Regions from separate parts of the Sus scrofa genome. Here regions 1 and 2 are each linked to region 3. A link is a contact called in public HiChIP or PLAC-seq and promoter capture Hi-C data. All regions are on one chromosome and are shown on one strand. The core of a region is the stretch at or near the end of the contact, and the rest is flanking DNA. Distances in the headings are between cores, read along the strand shown.

The links. Promoter capture Hi-C pulls out the DNA fragments that hold promoters and counts their contacts. HiChIP or PLAC-seq counts read pairs in DNA pulled down with a chosen protein or histone mark.
Region 1: a contact with region 3 is called in a promoter capture Hi-C map of liver, with 2.5 times the contacts expected there. The contact joins the promoter of RNF126 here to the promoter of CDC34 in region 3. A contact is called at or near these places in 2 of 5 promoter capture datasets (fetal liver and liver), 2 of 47 Hi-C or Micro-C datasets (embryonic fibroblasts and liver) and 2 of 2 datasets of contacts at active chromatin or transcription factors (alveolar macrophages and skeletal muscle).
Region 2: an H3K27ac HiChIP or PLAC-seq map of alveolar macrophages shows a contact between it and region 3. The contact joins the promoter of POLRMT here to the promoter of CDC34 in region 3. A contact is called at or near these places in 3 of 47 Hi-C or Micro-C datasets (embryonic fibroblasts, epiblast stem cells and skeletal muscle) and 1 of 2 datasets of contacts at active chromatin or transcription factors (alveolar macrophages).

Annotation. Positions count from the first base shown.
Region 1 is chr2:77,670,344-77,675,185 of Sscrofa11.1, forward strand. RNF126 (E3 ubiquitin-protein ligase RNF126) reads left to right here and starts at 2,959. Exons shown (of 9, transcript XM_021084297.1): 1 at 2,959-3,139. The coding sequence starts at 3,065.
Region 2 is chr2:77,692,357-77,696,996 of Sscrofa11.1, forward strand. POLRMT (DNA-directed RNA polymerase, mitochondrial) reads left to right here and starts at 1,915. Exons shown (of 21, transcript XM_021084303.1): 1 at 1,915-2,102; 2 at 2,927-3,025. The coding sequence starts at 2,015.
Region 3 is chr2:77,766,433-77,771,027 of Sscrofa11.1, forward strand. It overlaps CDC34 (ubiquitin-conjugating enzyme E2 R1), which reads right to left and starts at 1,900. Exons shown (of 5, transcript XM_021084306.1): 1 at 1,578-1,900. The coding sequence starts at 1,754.

The DNA.
Region 1 (4,842 bases), core at 1,709-4,208, 95 kb before region 3:
AAAAACACAAACCAACAAATATAGATTTGAAAAAAAGACAGAAGTCAAAATACTAAATATGGGAGTTCCCGTCATGGCTCAGCAGTTAACAAACCCTACTGGTATCCATGAGGATGCGGGTTCAATCCCTGGCCTCGCTTAGTGGGTTAAGGAGCCAGCATTGCTGTGAGCTGTGGTGTATGTTGCAGGCACAGCTTGGATCCCGAATTACTGAATTCCAAAGGATTTGTTTCTGGTTTTGTTTTTGGCTGCCTCTGTGGCATATGGAAGTTCCCCAGCCAGCAGGGATCAAACCCACACCACAGCAGCGACAATGCCAGATCCTTAACCTGCTGAGCCACCAGGGAACTTATCACTAACTGTTCTTTATTCAAGACTCTTTTGAGCACCTATATATGCTGGGTACTGGCTTCACCTATTAGGAGATGCCATTGAGAACTCCTGGGTCTGGGGACAGCTGTGGGGTGAAGGGAAGAGGACACTGGGCAGCTGGGTGCAGAAGAGGATGGGGGCTCCCCAGGAAGGGGTCGGAGCAGCCTCTTGAGAAGCAGGGAAAGAGAAGGAACAGTCAGAATGGCACCCCCAGATTTCCCTATTGGCCTAGCAGTTAAGGACTCAGTGTTGTCATTGCTGTGGAACCGTTTGATCTCTGGCCTGGGGAACTTTCACATGATGCAAGTGTGGCCAAAAAAAGAAAGAAAAGCAAGGTACTTCCATACTCTTAGCATAGGGCATGACCAGGCAAAGGCCCTGAGGTGGGATCCAGTTCAGACCACTTTTGAGGGCCAATGAGACTGGGTTGGGGAGGGTAGGAAAGGAGCAGATGAACTCAGGGCAGCAGCAGGGCCCAGTGAGGAAGTGCCTTGGGTACCCACAGGTGCCCCAAGCCTAATCCAGTCTCAAAACTCTGAGAGGTAGTTTCTGTCATCTGCCCAGAGAGGTTAAGTGAATTACCCAGAGCCACACAGCCAGTGTGACTTGGTGGGATTTGAATGCATGCTTGCTGACTCCAAGGTCTCTTGGGCAGTACCTCATAAACTTATTCACAATAAATGTCTCTGTTGTGAGACAAGCCAGGGGTTAGGCATTAGAGGCCTGAAGCAAACAGCTCCTCCTGGGATCTGGGATGGGGGTGTGGTGTGCCTGGATTCCCAGCAATGGGGTGGGGGGCGCTCTCTGGTGGTCAGAGCAGGAATGGCTTGGAATCACACCCCAGCCTTGAAGGATACAAGATGGTGGCTGGCATTCAAGTCCTTGTTCCTAGCTTCTTGATATTCAAGATATTTTATGCACGGGCTCCAATTTTTAATTTCTTGACACTCTGGCTCCAGTGCTCCCTTCAGCAAGAAGCCCAATTCCAACGAACTCCTATTCATTCCCCAAAGCTCTGGCTCCAGTGTCCCTTCTCTTAGGAAGTCCTGTCTGTCTCCGGAGGCAGAACCAAAACCACCTTAGGGACTCATCCTCTGGCTCAACTTCATAGAGCTGGGGTGTCTGTAACCAGTTCTGTCTCCTCCAGCCATAGAGTATTTCAGAAAACCATTTTCATTGCCTGTTGAGCCTGTCATTTCCCCTGATGTGTCACCTAGCAAAGGGTCTGGCATACAACAGGAGCTCAATGAATATTTGTTGAGTGGATAAAGAAATAAATGTAAGGGCGTTCCCGTTGTGGCCAAGCAGTAACAAACCCAACTAGGATCCATGAAGACACAGGTGCTATCCCTGGCCTCACCCAGTGGGTTAAGGATCCATTGTTGCCATGAGGCTGGCAGCTACAGCTCTGATTTGATCCCTGGCCTGGGATCTTCCGTATGTCACAGGTGCTGTCCTAAAATGACAAAAATAAAATAAAGTAAAATAAATGATTGGTCTGGAACTAACCTCAGCAATGATCTTGGCCTGCTGATTAATTTGGGGGTTGGGGTTAGGTTTTCTGTCCTCTGCTCACCCCAAGGTGCATCATGGGAACAAGGCCACACCTGGAAGGCCTCAAATTTTCTTTCTTTCTTTTTTTTTTTTTGTCTTTTTTGTTGTTGTTGCTATTTCTTGGGCCGCTCCCGCGGCATATGGAGGTTCCCAGGCTAGGGGTTTTATCGGAGCTGTAGCCGCCGGCCTATGCCAGAGCCACAGCAACGCAGGATCCGAGCCGCGTCTGCAACCTACACCACAGCTCACGGCAACGCCGGATCGTTAACCCACTGAGCAAGGGCAGGGACCGAACCCGCAACCTCATGGTTCCTAGTCGGATTCGTTAACCACTGCGCCACAACGGGAACTCCACCTCAAATTTTCTTATCCCAGGCATCACCCTGAGGCACGGGAGGCCAGGCCTCCTTGATCCAGGATTGGGCCTCCTGTCTCCATTCATTCAACAAGTGTTCATGGAATGCATGTGTGCATGAGTTTAGCTCGGAAGAAGATACAAAATCGCTTCTGTTGTGGACATGTCCCTACAGTTTATCAGGTGGAAACAAGTGCCATTGCAGAGGGCGCCTCAACAGGTGAGACATATAAGCAAAGACTTGAAATGTCTGGGGAACGGTGCACCAAGCATGGGCACAGCCAGTGCACAGGCCTGGAGGTAAGAACGCGCTGGAGCGTCCCAGGAGCAGTGAGGACAGAGAGGTGAGAGAATGGTGAAGCAAGTAATAAAGGAAGTTGGGGCTTTGCAGGTTTGTAGATGAGTTGCTCAGGCCTGCCCAGCTCAGGCCCCGCCCCCGCACTCCCTGTAGCCCCGCCCCCCGGACCCGACCCGCCCCCAGCACCCCGTTCCAGGTTGCCTAGGCGACTCGGCTCTTCCCCATGCAGACTCCACCCCTCGGCCTCCTCCCGCAGCCTGGCCCCACCCTGGCCTGGAGCCCGCTCCTAGTTTGCCCCTCGGCGGCCACCGTCGCGCAGGCAGCTGCCTGCACCTCTTCTGCCACCCCCTCCTAGCCTCACGCCGTGCGTGCCGTGCGTGCCATGCGTGAGCGTGCGCGGGCGCGTCGGCCGGCGAGGGAGCAGCAAACGGCCGGCGGCGGGCGCCGCGCGGGGGGCGGGCGGCGCGGAGGAGGCGGAGGTGGCCATGGCCGAGGCGTCGCCGCAACCCGGACGGTACTTCTGCCACTGCTGCTCGGTCGAGATCGTGCCGCGCTTGCCGGTGAGGCCCAGGCCTTGCGGGTGGGGGCCTCTGCCTCGGACTGAGGCGAGCTGGCCGGGACGGGGAAACTGAGGGCCCGGAAGCGGCCTGCCCTGGTGGCGCAGCGGGGTCGGCGGCCAAGGGAGCGGGAGCCCATCCCGAGTGGGGTCGGCGCCGCGGGCGCCTCGTGGGAGGGAGTCAGCGCTCTCCGGGGCCTGACGGCGGCCGGAGCCTGTGTTCTTACGTTTCCCGGGGGCTGGGAGTCTCGTCCGATGGGTCTTCCGCCCTCGTCCAGGTGGAGGCCGCTGGAGGGCTGCTTGTGAAAGGCTCCGTTTCCGGGCCCCTCAGCCCGGAAGTTCCGGGATGGGAGCAGTGTTCCCTCCCGGCCGACCCTCCCTCACTTTCACGACTAGAAAACCGAAGGTACCGCGCTTCATGCCGGCTCTGTTCCTGACATTTGCTACTGGGCCAGCTCCCAGGGAGCAGGGAGAGGGAGGTGTGGGTGACCGAGAGGAGGAACTGCAGGTGGCGAGGCCCTATTGAGCACCTACTCTCCGTGGTCACCTGGCTAATTCCAGGGCCAGACTTATACCTGCCTTCCCAGCGGTGGAGTCGCCGGGGGAAGCCGGGAGGAGTCGGTGGGCAGTATCCCAAACACAGAGAAGGAAAGTGAGCTGGAGTCAGGGTTTGGAGTGGAGAGGGGTGCCTAGGCCCAGGCGGAGAGAAAGGGTAGGGATGGTTTGGCTTCCAGAGGCAAGGGGTTTGGGCGGGGGAAAATAAATTGAAATCCCGGGTGCGTGAGCGACTTGGGGAGCTGGGGGACTTGCCCTCTTCCCTGACTCCAGCCTCCCGGAAGTCCTGCTTCTGCCTCTTCCGGCTTCCTGTGCACCCCAGCTCTGGGACTGGTCTTGCTCAACTGCAGTAGGAAGGGGCAGGTCCTGGTACAGCCCACTAGCCTGGATTAGTTGCATGCAGCTCCTTGCAGCTGGTGTGAGCCCCAGGACAAGCCCTGGGTCTCAGGATCACTCCAGAGCATTAGGAAACTGGGGCTGAGCAGTCTAAGTGGCTAGTTGTTCTGGCCTCCCTTCTCAGGGCCAGCACAGGGCTTGGGTCTTGCACTGGAATGGCCACTTGGTGGACCTGAAGGACCCTGACCTTTTGGCTGTCGCTGGGTTGGTTCAGATCTTCCTGGCCACAGGATCTAGTGGTGACAAGCTAGCTTTGGCCTTTGCTCTCAGAGTTTATAGGAAGTCAGTATTAAAGAGTGACTGGCAAATATTTAGTCTGGAATGTTGGTAAATTCTGGAAGAGCACATAATGGCGGGGAGGAGACCTGCTTGTGTGTTTGGGGTGGGACTTGACAAGGCCTGGTAGGCAGGTGACTTCAGTAAGGGGCACACCTGGTGTTTTCGGGGATGGAAAGGTTGGCTCTTCACCTGGAGACAGTGGAAGGTCCCAGCCAGCACTGGCACCCCTGCACGGGGACCTCTTTTCTTGGGAAGCTAGCCCCAAGGCTGGCTCAATATCTGCTGTCTGGGCTGATTTCCTACTTGTGACTGAAAGGAAGGGGTAGTTGCTGTCGCAGCACACCCATCAGGCACCCTGGCTGCGTATGGGTCCTTTTCCCAGCAACTCACGACCCTGAGCCTCAGTCTCCTTGCCTATTAGATGGGTAGATGAGGCAATCCCTGTGCTCCATGGGAGTGTGTGTGTGCTGAGGAGCC
Region 2 (4,640 bases), core at 665-3,164, 74 kb before region 3:
TCCAGGATTCCCCCTCGTGGTGCAGCGGAAACGAATCTGACTAGGAACCATGAGGTTGCAGGTTCAATCCCTGGCCTTGCTCAGTGGCTTAAGGATCCAGTGTTGCCCTGAGCTGTGGTGTAGGTCACAGATGCGGCTCAGATCTGGCGTTGCTGTGGCTCTGGTGTAGGCTGGCAGCTACAGCTCCAATTGGACCCCTAGCCTGGGAACCTCCATATGCCGTGGGTGCGGCCCTAAAAAGACAAAAAAAAAAAAAAAAAAAAAAAAAGAGAGAGAGAAGTCTTGGTTTCCAGCCCATGCTCCTGGCTCTGCCAGGCTTCAGGGGTGCAAGGGGCTGTCTCTAGGACTTGGGGGGCCGGGCCCAGCTGATTCAGTCCCCCCACCCTTGGGCCAGGAAGGCAACCCTAGGTGTGAGCAAGGGCTGAGGTCACTGCCCCCCAGGGCATCTTGGGGTGGGTTGGGGCAGGTTGGGGAGGACGCTGCGTCTGCTAAAAACATTCCCAGCCGATGGCATCACAGTGCACAGACTCGCGTGGGCAGCTGCATCTTGAATGTGCTGTCAAGAGGCTTCCAGATCTGGGAGTCTGGCACTTCTAGAGCACAGGTCCAGTCTCTAGTCTGGGTAGTGGGGAGACTGAAGTCCAAGTGTCTGAGGACATGCGTGAACCTGAGCCGAGGTTCCTGAGGCTCACTGTAGTCTGGGCCCTGAGCATACCCCCAGGTTTGTCATTGCTTCCTCACCCTAAAATGCTGCTCAAATTCTAGCTATCCACATGTGTTCCTGCCTCAGGGCCTTTGCACTTGCCATGACTGCTTCCTGGAACACAGTTATACTGCATATTGTCATCCTCCACGTGCCAACTGATCCCAGTTCACATGCTTCCCTCCCCTGATCTCAGTTTCCTGAACTCAGCGGTGAGATGGGCATGCCTTCCAGGACTGATTCTTTTTTTTTTTTTTTTTTTTTTGTTGCTATTTCTTGGGCCGCTCCCGCGGCATATGGAGGTTCTCAGGCTAGGGGTCCAATCAGAGCTGTAGCCACCAGCCTACGCCAGAGCCACAGCAACGCGGGATCCGAGCCGCGTCTGCAACCTACACCACAGCTCACAGCAACGCCGGATCGTTAACCCACTGAGCAAGGGCAGGGACCGAACCCGCAACCTCATGGTTCCTAGTCGGATTCGTTAACCACTGCGCCACGACGGGAACTCCCCAGGACTGATTCTAAAGCTCTGGCCCTCCTTACTCCTGAGTGAGATCTCCATGGAGACCAGGGTTGGGAAGGTACAGGATCCAGGGATTATTTCATTCCACTTGTCATCAAATCAACTAAGTTGGAGGTTAGTGCGCTCCTCCCGTCCACTTTGCCCCTGGCCTCAGGAACTTGGGAACTAGTAGTGGGTAAACTGAGACCAGAAAGAGTGGATGACAGAAATGTCCAGGGAACAACATGACCCGGCTGACCCTTGGCTTTAGGGCTTGGACTCAAACAGATCTGGGCCTTCATTCTAGTGCCTCTAATATTGTGCTGTGTGACTTTGGGCATTTTGATTGACCTCTCTAAACCTCAGCTTCCTCTTCAGTAAACTGTAGACGGTAATAGTTCCCTCCCCAAAGCTATCGTTGGACCAATTAAGATCGTTGACAGGAATCTCTAAATTGCAGAACGCAGTCATAATTACCCGGCGACTATTTCTTAAACAACAAAACCCACGTTCCGGGTCCTCCCAAACATGGCTTGTATTCATCCCGTGCTGCTCAAACAACAACTCTCTCCTGCCCCGCCTCGCCAGCGAATAGCCAATCAGAGGGCTCCATCGGCGCGCATGCCCCTGTGCCTCGGGGTGGGGTTGTGGGGCCTTGCCCCGCTGCCCCCTGGGAGTTGTGGTTCGGGAGGCCCTTTCTGGGCACACGGTTCCTTCGCGGCCGCCGTAGGCCGTGCAACTATAACTCCCGGCAGGCGCGGAAGGTGCAGGCGCAGTGCGGTGGGGCGGCAGTGCCGCGTGCGGGTGGCATGTCTGCCCTCCGCTGGGGCCGCGGCGTGGCGGGGCTCCGGAGGGCCCTGTGGCCCGCGGGCCGCCATGGCCTCCTGACGGAGGAAGGTAATGCGGCGGAGACCTGGGGGCCACACCGCGACCCTGCCCCGCCTCCTCACCCGCGGCCGAGACCTCAGGCTTTTCGGCCCGGGAGTCCAGCTACTTCCCGACTTTTGCCTTTTGCCCTTGGGGGGTTTCCGGGAACCCAGTGACTCGACCCCACTTTCACTCGTCCTCGGCCCAGTCTCCGAACCGTCTGCGGACGGGGGTCGGCAGGGTACTTTGACCTCTGACACTTGATTTCTTTTGGAGCCCTCAGTCCACTCTTTACGGTTTAGGGATTTTGATCTTTGAACTCTTTACTTTCAGTTGGAGGAAACCTTCGTCCTCGATCCCACGCCCCAGTTTCCTTTTTTTTCTTAGCTGTGATGCCCCCTTCACCTTTGGCTTGTGGGTTTCTTTCATTTTATTTTTTGGCTTTTTAGGGCCTCAGATACGGCATACGGAAACTTCCAAGCTAGGGGTCAAGTCGGAACTACAGCTGCCGGCCTACACTGCGGCTCACGGCAACGCTGGATCATTAACCCGCTGAGTGAGGCCGGGGATGGAACCTGCGTCTTTTTGGATACTAGTCGTGTTCATTTTCACTGAGCCACAAGGGGAACTCCCTGGCCTGTGGGTTTCTTTCCAATGTGAGACCGGTAGCCACTGACTTTAGGGTTCCTTTGCCCCCAGATCCTGACATTTCTGTCCCTTCAAGGGCCCTCCTTCCCTTACCGACTGGGCGCCTGCCACTTTAGGGTTCCTTTGCCCCCGGATCCTGACATTTCTGTCCCTTCAAGGGCCCTCCTTCCCTCACCGACTGGGCGCCTCCCTGGTCTCTCCTGCAGGAACCCTTGGTGTCATTGGGGGCCGGAGAAGAAGTTTGTCTGCCAGCCCTTGTGAGCAGGACCGCAGGAAGGACTGGGGCCATGTTGAGCTGCTGGAAGGTGAGCCTGGTCCCTGAGGTCACTGTTCCCACCCCCCCGCCCCCTGCCTGCTGGCCACTCTGCCCGGAGCCACCTCCCTGGTTCTTCACGATGAGCCCAAGGAGAAGGCATGTAAGTCTGTAAGGTGGAGGGAGTCGTACTGTCCCACTCTGGTGGTCCAATTGCCCACTGCAGTGATGATGTGAAACAAGAACTGTGCGCATTGAGTTCTTGTAGTGCCCTTGTCCCCAGACCCACCAGGGACTCCCATTTTCCGAATGAGACAGTGGAGGCCCCAAATTGTGGCTGAAGAGACTGGCCTAAGGCCACACAGAGGTACATGGGCTTGGGTCGCTGTCTTTGTAATCCTGGATGGACAGCCTAGTTCTGGCGGCCTCCCAAGCAAGCAGGGAGCATCTGTCCTTTCTCACCATCTGTTATCTCCCTCCCAGTTGGCCAGTGCCTCCTGCTTCCCCTCCTGCCCCACGTTCAGTGTGTGTTCAGCAGCCAGGAGGGGGTTGGGGAGCCTTGGAAAAGAAAAACCTAATAGAAAATCCCAGGTGTGCAGAGGTAGAGACAGGAAACTTCTTTTGATTTCTCATCCATCTCTTTTTTTTTTTTTTTTTTTTTTTTTAATGGCTACATCTGTTGCATGTGGAAGTTCCTGGGCTAGTAGTTGATTCTGAGCCACAGCTGTGACCTATGCTGTAGCTGTGGCAGTTCTGGATCCTTTGACTCCCAGCCCCTGCATTCAGATTCCTAACCCACTGCTCCACAGCAGGAAATCCACCCATCTCATTTTATTTTTTAATTATTATTATTTTTTTTTGGTCTTTTTGCCTTTTCTAGGGCCGCACCCATGGCATATGGAGGTTCCCAGGCTAGGGGTCTAATTGGAGCTGTGGCCACTGGGGTTAGGGTTAGGGCCACATCAATGCAGCAACACAGGATCCGAGTGGCATCTGCAACCTACACCACAGCTCACGGCAACGCCGGATCCTTAACCCACTGAGCAAGGCCAGGGATCGAACCCGCAACCTCATGGTTCCTCGTCAGATTCATTAACCACTGAGCCATGACGGGAACTCCAACCCATCTCATTTTAAAGTAAAGCCCAGATTCTGGAAATCTGAATCACTTTCTGGCACAATCCAGCCTAGACCCCTCCAACTGGTTCCTCTCTCATAGAATAAATTTTATCCCCCCGCTGAGGGCCACAGAGCGCCGAGACCTCTGTCATCAGGAGCTTTGCACCCACTTGTCCCTGGTCACCCCCTCAGGGAGATCAGACGTGGCTGCCTGGGGTGAGGGGGTTGTGCCCATGTCCCTGCTTCTGCCTTGTGTCCCTCCTGGCACTTTGTAGCCCCCAGTTGCCTGTGTGTTCTGAAAATGTCTTCTGAGTTTTGAGCCACTCTGAGGCCTAGGTCCACACCTGCCTTGTGACTGTTTCTGCCCCGGGCCAGCTCTCTCCCAGGGCTCATGTTCCAGTGAGAGAGGCCCAAGGCAGATCTGCTTGGTCCTTATGTTCGCGAGTTCCGTGTTTGCAAAGTCTCCCACCAGCCCAACTTTACTTGTGACCCCAAAGACAGTACTTTCAGGGTCACTTGCAGACGTGAGCAGCAAAACCCTGAGCCAC
Region 3 (4,595 bases), core at 650-3,149:
TGAGGACAGATGCTATAGCAGGCAGATGAGAAATGTGCAGCACCCTGAACCCAGTCCTTCCTTCTTCAGAAAAACAGGATTATTCCCCCCAAAGCCAGCCTAGAAGGCCCTACCCACAATCCCCTGTAAACAGAGAGTAATAGCCAGAACCACCCCCCTATTCCCCCCTCCCCATCCTTTCCTTTCCTTCCAGAGTCCTGGCCTGGCTGAAGAGTAGGACTCTGCTCTCCCAGCTCTGAGCACCGGCCCTTATCCTCACAGCCAGTTGTACCCAGAAGCACACAAAAGAGACCAGGGAGGGAGGCTGGTTAGATCACTTAGTGAGCAACCCTAAATCCGTGCCCTGCATGGGGAAGATGGATTCCAACCATAGAACTCAGCCCAGAGCTGTCCACACTCATCCCCCCATCCCACCTCAGCAATGCCAGTAGCTCAGGCTGTTCTGTTGAGGTTGCTGAACTAGCCAAAAGTGCAAACACAGAATCTGTCCAGGCGGCATCAGCCTCCCCACCCCCCAACCCAGGCCTCCCAGCCAGGCCTGCAGGGCTCTTGGCAGGGTGTGTGTGTGTGTGTTCGTTCCCAGCTGATGGTTCAGGCCCCATCTCTCACCCAAGGAGACCCCCTGCCTTGTCCCTCTGGCTCAAGGAGCAAAGTCCTTTTGATCTGGGAGGGGTCCCTCAAGACCACGGCTAGACTCAGATCCTCCCCAGGTTTTGGCTGGAGTCCATGACACACAAGTCCCCAGGAAAACACTTGCCTCCCAGCTCTGACAACAAGAGAGAACTGCTTGGATTTAAGCCACCACCGAGGGCCCAGAAACCACGAGAGCTTGAGATTCGGGCCACCACCGAGGGCCCAGAAACCACGAGAGCTTGAGATTCGGGCCCAAGAAGCCAACGACTCATTGGAACCTGAAAAAGGCCAGGACCCCAACCTTCTGAGGTGGAACCTGGGGTGGGTTCTGCTCCGTGGTTTCCAGGGACAGGGAGGAGGGTGGGAGTGACCGTCAGAGAGAGCAGGTTACATAAAGCTCAGGATGAAGTCAAGAGGGCCTGGCCGGCTGCTATCGGCAAGGGTGGACGCTTTCCAAGCAGGTCCCTGCTGCCAAGGCCCCATCCTGGCCTCTGTTGGAACCCGAGCAGGAGGCCGAGCCAGTCCCCAGGCCAGCGGGCCTCCCTCCCCCACTCCCTCCCTTCCTAAGCCGGCGCTCCCCGCAACAGTATTGGCTGGTTGTGGGGAGGCTTTTTTGTCTCCTCTGAGCAGCGAGCAGGGCCGGGAGGCGGGGAACACTAAGGGCTGGGGGAAGCAAGAACCCTGCACCCAGAGAAACACGGAGGGTCCTAGGTTTCCTCTCGGGGGCCTGAAGCGGGCTTAGAGGGGATGGGCGCTTCTCGGGGACTCCTGAGGCCAGACGGGGAAGAAGGGGTGACTGAGAGCCCCGAACTCTCCGGAGGCGGCCAGGCAGTGGAGCAGAGGGAGGGGGCCCCGCGAGGGGAGCGGGCAGGGAGCAGAGGTGGAGGAGGGGCCCCGAGGACCCGGAGCAGGGTCGCTCGCCCGCCCCCCTCTTCGCTGCTCACCTTGAAGTAGCCGCCCTCGTAGTAGGTGTTGGGGGGCCCGAAGATGGCCACCTCCCAGTTGTACAGATCGCCCTCGTCCACCAGGGTCACCCGGAAGCCCTCCACCGGCTCCTCCTGCAGCCCCTTGAGCTCCAGCAGCAGCGCCTTCTGCGAGCTGGGCACCAGCGGCCGGGCCATGGCGGCGGCGGACGGGCCCGGGTCCGGGGCCGGGGCAGGGGGCGCGCGGGGCCGCGGGGCCGCGGGACCGCGGGACGGGCCGGGGCCGGGGCCGCCTTCCTCCTCTGCGCCGCCGCCGCCGCCGCCGCCGCCGCCGCCCGGGGCACCCGGGGGCTCCACTCGCTCTGCGCCGCCGCCCGGCCCTCGCCTCGGCCGCCGCGCCCCGCCCCCGCCGCCGCCCGCGCCTGCGCGCAGCCTGCCCCGACCGCGCCTGCGCGCCCGCCCGCGGGGCACGATGGGAAGCGATCCCTCCCCCGGCCGCCGAGCGCGCCGCCGGGAGCCGGGGGCCGCGCGCGCAGGCGCCTTGGCGCTTCCGAGGCCCTGGGAGGCCTCCGCCGCCCCGGCTCTACGAGCTCCCCTGATGCCTGTGCGCGGGGCCGCGGGCAGGGCTGCGCTGCGCTGCCCCGCCCGGCTCGCGGCCCTTTTGGGCCTTTTTGTGACGTCCCGGCGCGGGGCGGGGCCGGGGCGGGGCCGGCTCGAGCCTCAGTTTCCATACTCATGACCCGGGCCCAGGCTGCCTCGGGCCAGCCAAGAGGGTCCCTCCACTTCCGGCCGTCTTCCCACTTAGGGTGTGCTCTGCCCCACAGTCTCGGGACCTGTTCTGGCCAAACCCCAGATAAAAACTTGACCCCAGCTGTGTCCATATCAGGCTGACCTTTGACTCCAGCTAGCCGGGGGGTGGGGGGGTCTGGGCTTCCCTCCACCTTCCGACCCCGCCTGGCTGACCTGACAGCACTCTGGCCCAGACACCCACACAGCTCTGGGTCGGAGAGGTGTGTATGTGCGCGCGCTCGGACCTGGTCTTTAGCCTTGCAGGTCCGCAGGTGACAGCTCCCCACGAGGGTGGGCATGGCCCCCGTGGCCTGTGATGGCCTTGCTGGCAGGTGACCCGGGCAGCCAGCAGCTGCACCAACACTTGAGGCTGGGCAGAGCTGATTCCCTCCCCCGCCTGCCTGTCACCTGGCCCTGGGCTGGCCCCAGCTGAGGACAGGCAGGTAAATCTGGAGAAAAAAAAAATGTCATCTCTGGGAATGAGCAAAGGAGCCTGAGGAAGAGCCATGGGCAGAGCAGTAGCTTCAGTGGCTCTCATCAATACAGGGGCTTGCCCTGCACACCAGGGGACCTGGAGGGGCCTCCCCTATAGGATGGGCCACACACACTTTGTCCAGAGTTCCAAGTATTCTCTGTCCCTTGTTCTCTGCCAGTGACACCAATGTCATAGTGTTGGTCAGTGGCAGCTTGCTGATAAATAGTAATTAGAATTAATTATGATTCTTCCAGAGAAGTTTCCCAAGATGTATCCCCATGTATATGGCAGGAATTATTGGGTGGGTGGGGAATAGGTAAAGGGAGGTACCAGGTTTACATACTCTGCATTCGGTCCCACTGAGGCTTTGTCTCCCAAGACAGCCTGCATCTCAGGCTCTGCAACGTCCTGAGGTTGTGGACATCCCAGGTTTCTGCCTGCCCATTTTCTGGCCATGGCACCTCCATTTCCTGAGGGGGCCCCCACTCTTACTCTGCAAGGTTCGAATTGGACTGATCCCTAAGCCCTGGCTGAAGTGGTTAGTTCAGCATGTGACTTGACTGTCTAAGGAGATGCAGCCTGGGATATTTTCTGGGACACAACGCTGAGATGGCTGAGCTGGGAGCCCTGGGCCTTGTGCATAGGACCATCTCATCAACATGAAATCTTTGAACAAAGCTGGCACTCAGGAAAGCTAAGCCAACTGATGAGAAAGTGCCAGTGACTGTGCTCCTGGATCCAGCCATGCCTGACCTCCCCTTGCAATGGTGCAAGTCAATAAATTTCTTTTTTTTTCCTTCCGCTTCTTACTAAGCCAGCAACGTGGGATCTGAGTCAAGTCTGCAACCTGCATCACAGCTCATAGCAATGCCAGATCCTTAACCCATTGAGCGAGGCCAGGAATTGAACCTGTGTCCTCGTGGATGCTAGTCAGATTTGTTTCCGCTGAGCCACGATGGGAACTCTTTTATTAAGCCAATTTGAGTTGAGCGTTCCATCCACGGGCTATAGAAGAGCCCTGGGAGTTCCCTGCTGGCTCAGTGGGTTAAGGTTCCAGCATGACTCTCGTTACTTTGTGGTGTGGTTTCCATCCCTGACCCAGGAACTTCCACGTGCTGCAGGTGCAGCCAAAACAAAGAAACAAAAACAAAAAACAGAGCCCTTGGAGTTCCCGTCATGGCACAGTGGTTAACGAATCCAACTAGGAACCATGAGGTTGCGGGTTCGATCCCTGCCCTTGCTCAGTGGGTGAAGGATCTGGCGTTGCTGTGAGCTGCGGTGTAGGTTGCAGACACGGCTCGGATCCTGCGTTGCTGTGGCTCTGGCGTAGGCCGGTGGCTACAGCTCCGATTCGACCCCTAGCCTGGGAACCTCCATATGCCTCGGGAGCAGCCCAAAGAAATAGCAAAAAGACAAAAAAAAAAAAACAACAACAACAAAAAAAAACAGAGCCCTGAATTCAAATCTAGGTTCTGCCTTGACTTTAGAAATGGTCCTCCAGGGAGTTCCTGTTATGGCTCATCAGTAAGGAAACTGACTAGGATCCATGAAGAGGCGGGTTCAATCCCTGGCCTCAGTCAGTGGGCTAAGGATCCGGTGTTTCTGTGAGCTGTGGTGTAGGTTGCAGACATGACTCAGATCCTGAATCACTGTGGTGGTGGTGTAGGCCAGCAGTTGTATTCAATCCCTAGCCTGGAATTTCCATATACTGCGGGTGTGGCCCTGAAAAGCAAACAAAACAAATGGTCCTCCAATGCTCAACTTGTTTATCTTAA